2 separate regions of the Podarcis muralis genome follow, and region 2 is linked to region 1. The links are chromatin contacts, called in public Hi-C maps. All regions are on one chromosome and are shown on one strand. The core of a region is the stretch at or near the end of the contact, and the rest is flanking DNA. Distances in the headings are between cores, read along the strand shown. Region 1 holds the start of SYT9 (synaptotagmin 9). Region 2 holds the start of OLFML1 (olfactomedin like 1).

Region 1 (2,700 bases), core at 8-2,507:
CACATTTTATTTGATTGTTGTGCACGTGCGCGTGCTTGTGTAAGCAAGGCAAAGAAACAATTCCTGTAAGATCTGAATAGCTTAAGAGCTACCCAGCATGTGATGCCTTTTGAACACACTGCCCTGGTCCCACTCGGAGTTCAACCAGAGCCACAGCCATGATTTGGTTCCTGGAGATGTGTTGATTCCGACAGTCCTGCATACGTGCTGGTCTTACAGCAGCAATAGAAATTCACAGGATCTAAAAATAGTTCAGAGATGGTACTTTAACTCTGCCCGATGACCATGTCTGCAACGCTGTATACACACACACACGTGTTACATGGGAACAACTCTCACTCAACTCCCAGGGCTTCTCTCTGAGTGAGCAGGTCCAATATCAGAATGCAAACCCATGATTCTAAAGCTATGCTTAAGAGCAAGTTCTGTGAAAATCAACAGGATTCATTTCTGCATCCATGCAAATCAGCACGTAAGATTCCATTGAAACAATGGGTTTGGCGCCTAAATGTGACTAGGGTTGGGCGCTGCGTCTAGGAGGACGGCGGGCTCTCTGGCTGCACAGACCGGGAACATCAACCCCGGCCTCACCATTTAGGAGTAAAGTCCTGGTCGCCTCAAAATCAGGGCGGAGGGAGATTTCTGAAAAATGGAGGGATGGGATCAGGCAATCACTGACGCGCCACCTCTCCAAACCCAGCCTGCGATGGACGCCTATAGATTTCCGACGAGGGAACTGAAGCCCCTTGTCCCGCTGAAGTTCCTTCCCGGCCCCCCACCACCCAGGATCGCGGCGCTTACCGGAGTCTGTGGGCCGGGGTCTGCCGCTGTCCCGCAGGTAGTAGTTGAACTCGAGGCAGCGGTCGTTCTCCACCGTCCCGTCGGAGCAGAGCTCGACCAGCAGCTTCAGCGCTTTCTGGCAAATCTCGTCCTCCCTGCCGCCAGGCATCGCCCCCCAGCATCCTTGTGAGTGGAGAGGAGCTCTCCGGTCGCTCACACGCGCTTCTTCGGCTGCCGCTGCCGGCCGCCCGCTTGCCGTCGCCGCCGAGGCAACTCGGGAGACGCCGGCATACTGGGAAGAGGGAGCAGCAGCAGCAGCAACGCCGCCCCTCCTCGCCGCCGCTGCCCAACTTCGCCTGGCCGGCCTCGGCACTGTGCAGGAGCCGCCACCGCCGGGCGTGACCACCCCGCCCGCACGAGGAGGAGAAGGAGGACCCCGCCACCAGTTGCGCGCAAAGCCAGGCGCCCAGCCAGCCGCGCCTCGCTCGGCTCCAGGCGGCGCCCGAACGGCTCTCCCTGGCGGCCGCGAGCCTCACTGCAGCAGCCCGGCGCCAATAGGGAAGGCGCCTCCTTCCGCTCAGCGCCCAGGCTGAGGCGAGCTCGGCGTTTCCCCGTGTCTCCCCTTCCCGAAGATTGTCAGCTATCGCATTTCTTTCTCCGCCCTTCTTTTTCTGGAACAACATGTCCCTGGAGACCTGACGTTCTGAGCACACACGTGGAGCAGCTGCCTCTCCTCAAGTACGTGGGGAGCCACATGAAGAGAAAGTGCTGTTTTCTTAAGGCAAATAAAGCAAAGCTGATTCCTAATCTTGGTGCTTTTAAAAACAATTCTCTCATAAAAAGTTTCCTTTTCGCAACACAGTTTTCCTTCACACACAGGTTCTCCGCCCCCCTCAGTCTACAATGTGCAGGCTTTGGTTTCTGGGCCCCTCCGTACACCACGCAGTGGGCCCTGCAGGCTATTGTGAGGGGGAAGCCCCACAATTTTCCCAAAGAACGCGAAGCAAAATGCTTCTCTTCTTCTTTATTCCAGTGAAAGGTCAAGCCACACAAAGCCTCTCACCCGCTTTTCGTCAGCCACTTTAAAAATGGTGGTTCTGTTTTTCCCAGGCATGCACTCCCAAACTGGAGAAGTGAGAAATCCTCCACTGAACATTTCAGTGTTTCATTTTGCTAAGTGTGGGGGGGGGGGACTGAAACAGACAAAATTTGCCGCACATGAGGTTGTTTTTCATTTGATCAAAATAGGTTAAGTATTTTCCAACTGGTTCAACTGCACACATATACCTGCTAATCCTTACTTTAAAGTACCAGCTGGTGCCCCAGAGGAATCTTACCACCTGCTAGGCCCCCCCCCCTCCATTTTGTGAAATAGCATGAAGTAGTTTCACATGCTGGTGCATACATACTGCTAAGTAATACTATGTATTTTCAGGTTATGTTGGGTCACATCATGGAGGCACGGCACGCTTATTTATTTCCCCAATTTATACTTTGCCTTTCCACTTTTAACAGAGTGTTCAGAGCACGATATAAATTGTGATAGACAATATAAATCGTTGAGAGGGGCTGGGAGCTGGGGGCACTGTTATATGGGGGTTCCGCTCCTTTCTCCTGGGCTGTGTCCAGAAAGTGGTGTTGGGGGATGAGTGTTCAGACCCTTGGGCTCTCACTTGTGGGGTGCATTAGGGACCCGTCCTCTCCCCCATGCTTTTAATATGTATATGAAGCCGCTGGGAGAGAGCATCAGGGGGTTTGGGCTGGGTGTTCATCAGTATGCGGATGTTACCCTGCTCTACCTCTCTTTCAAATCAGAACCAGTGAAGGCAGTGAAGGTCCTGTGTGAGTGCCTGGAGGCGGTTGGAGGATGGATGGCGACTAATAGATTGAGGTTGAATCCTGACAAGACAGAAGTACTGT
Region 2 (2,782 bases), core at 103-2,602, 170 kb before region 1:
TATTATTATTATTATTACCCACATATAGAATTGCATTGCTAATTAGTACAATACATAGTTAACAGCGAACTCCTGTTCTACTAACCCACATGCAGTGTTGAAACAATTATAACTTCTTAAAGCTTCTTACCAGAGCTTTCTTTCAGCAAGAACTCGCTGAAACTCAGTTCCAGCACCTCTTAGGTGGCTGGCATTGGCTTTCTAAGAGAACAAGGGAGGTATTCATGGTGAATTCCGGCACCTCTTTTTCTAGAAAAATAGCACTGCTTGTTACATTGACATTTACATATGATTCATAATGCTACAGGAGGAGTTCCCAACCTTTGTCAACAAGGAGGTGTATGAGGGTACCATGGTGCCCACAGTGATCATGTTGGGGACCCAACTGCTAGAGTAAAAAAGTGTGTTTTCAAGATCCAGGAGTTTTCATTTGCCCTCTTAGCATTGTGAAAATGGATGCAATGAATCTCTTTAGCTTAACCAGAACACCTATGTAGTAAAGGTCAGAAATTGAGATATTGGAAGTCCTGTTTGAAGAGTAGATGGCTCCTTGTGGCATTCAAATTTCATACACTGTCAAATGGATTTCCTCCCCCCCAAAGAGTGAAAATATCCCAGATCCCATCCTGCCCTTGTTCAGCACACTGTAAAGCTTTGCTTGCTTTCCACTGAAAAATCAACTAACTTAAAAGTGTTTTAACTCTAGCTGGATTGCACCCATTCCAAGCATGCATGTTTACTTGCTAATAAAATCAACAGGAACAAGTTTCATAAACAACCTTGCATTTGGGCTGTTCCTTATACCTTTACTGTGCATAATCAAAGCTACAGTTATAAAAAGGAGCTCATTTTAAAAGGAAAGCAATTTATTTCCCTAGCACACATCCACTTTACACAGAAAATCAAATCATTTTTCAGATATCACTGATATAGCCACATACCTCTATTGAGAGAATTCGGCGGTCCATGTAATGCACCAATCCAGCATCTTGCATTACATATTGTGCTTCTCCCGCAATACTTGTAAAGAATGAAACTAATAAGAATCTGAGCTGTATGGCTGCCATTGTTGCATTAAACCTTCAAACACCCTAAACACGGACGCTAGAGGCTTCCGTTTACTATCTGCCCAGCACTGTGCTGTGTGCAAGCAAAGACAAAACTTAACAACTGTGTGATTTAAAATGGCTGTTTAGGCTCCCACAGTCTCTCATTAGCACAATAAAGTTCTGCAAAGCTCTAAGCTACATAAGTTTGTTTCTAGGAGTGCTTTCCAGCTCGTGATCTTTTGATTGGGTCCAGATGTTCAAAACTGAGCTGTGCAGCGCATGTAGGCTAGCAGTATTGAGCCAAAGCTATTATTCTTCAGCTGCTTCCAGACTGTCACTGTTTTGATAGGTATGATTCAAGTGGATTTCATGCTCTTGTGCAACAAGGCCACTTCCCCTCTCACCCTCCACAAAATACCATGCAATTTTTGAGGTAAGAAAAATATCAGACAAATACTGTTACCTAGGGTTGCCATATTTAAAAGAGTGAAAATGCAAACACAAAAGTTTTTTTCCGGCAAAGTTTTTGAGCTATATCCGGACACTGTTTCTGTATGTCTGGGAAATTCTGGATATATGCCAGCCCTAATGTTACCACCCCAATCTCTGCCTGGAGGTAGCGAGAGATTCTAGCTTCTTGGCACTTAACCAGGGAAAATGAGGCACAATGGAGGCTAGTGTCCTTACCAAATACGCCTTATTTACACATATTTACAACCTAACGCCTTCAACAGAAGGGGTGCAGAGCATTGTACCCCAAGTGTGTCTCTTGTCACACCCAGCACTGTTTTTCTAGAAAAAGAGGTGCTGGAACTCACCATAAACACCTCCCTCTTTCTCTTAGAATGACAATAGCACCTACCTGAGAGGTGCCAGAACTGAGTTCCCTTGAGTTCCCCCTGAAAAAAGTCCTGGTCACACCCCTCATAGCTTCATAGGCTGTCCAGAAACCAGCCATGCTCCCCAGTCTCTTGGTACAGCTTTTCCCAGCCAGGGCTCATAGAGTTCTGTCCCTCTTCCTGCAGAGAGTCTGATGTTCTGTTGATGGTTTACCATTATCAAACAAACCAGGCCATTACCAGCCTTCTGTTTCTTCAGTGACCACCTCCAGTGAGCCTTTCTGAGGCTAGCCTCATGAGGAAGCTAACTGGCATTATTTCCAGTCCTTGCTAAATTCCTGAATGTAGAAGTTTGCTCAAATTCTAACCCTTCACTGAACGTAGAGGTTATAGGGGGTCTGCACCCTCAAAAACTTATCACACTGGAAAGTGTGAGATGATAGCAGCAAAGAGATCACACAAGTGATTTCTTTGTGGTCGCTGAGGCATAAGTATTAGCATGTGAGTATTATTGATTAAATGCATTTAAAAATGTGTTACAGTGTTCAGAATTTAGCCTTTGAGCCTACATTCTGATGCCAGGAAGCTACGACAGTGTACTTTAATGTAAATATTTGTACAAACCCATTGGAAATAAAAACCCCACCTATCTACCTTCCTCCCTCCCTCCCAGTTTTAAAAAAAACAACTATCAAAAGGGGCAGAATGGGGAGTCAGAGAGAAATAGCAATAGTAGTAGCTGGGAACATAAGAAAAAGTGTGTGTCTCTCCCCCCCTCCCCTTCTCTCCTTTGTCTTCCAACCCTGCTTTGGTGTCACTCATATTTTCAACTTGCCAGCACTCACAACTATCCCTCAGAAGTTTTCTCTTTCAAATACTGCCTGCTTCTACTTC

Evidence for each region. A called contact is a pair of places that touch in the nucleus more often than the background predicts.
Region 2: a contact with region 1 is called in a Hi-C map of tail, with 2.1 times the contacts expected there. The contact joins the promoter of OLFML1 here to the promoter of SYT9 in region 1. A contact is called at or near these places in 2 of 3 Hi-C or Micro-C datasets (blood and tail).

Annotation. Positions count from the first base shown.
Region 1 is chr1:66,010,322-66,013,021 of rPodMur119.hap1.1, reverse strand. It overlaps SYT9 (synaptotagmin 9), which reads right to left and starts at 1,257. Exons shown (of 7, transcript XR_013393181.1): 1 at 802-1,257.
Region 2 is chr1:66,175,959-66,178,740 of rPodMur119.hap1.1, reverse strand. It overlaps OLFML1 (olfactomedin like 1), which reads right to left and starts at 1,352. Exons shown (of 3, transcript XM_028730585.2): 1 at 942-1,352. The coding sequence starts at 1,067.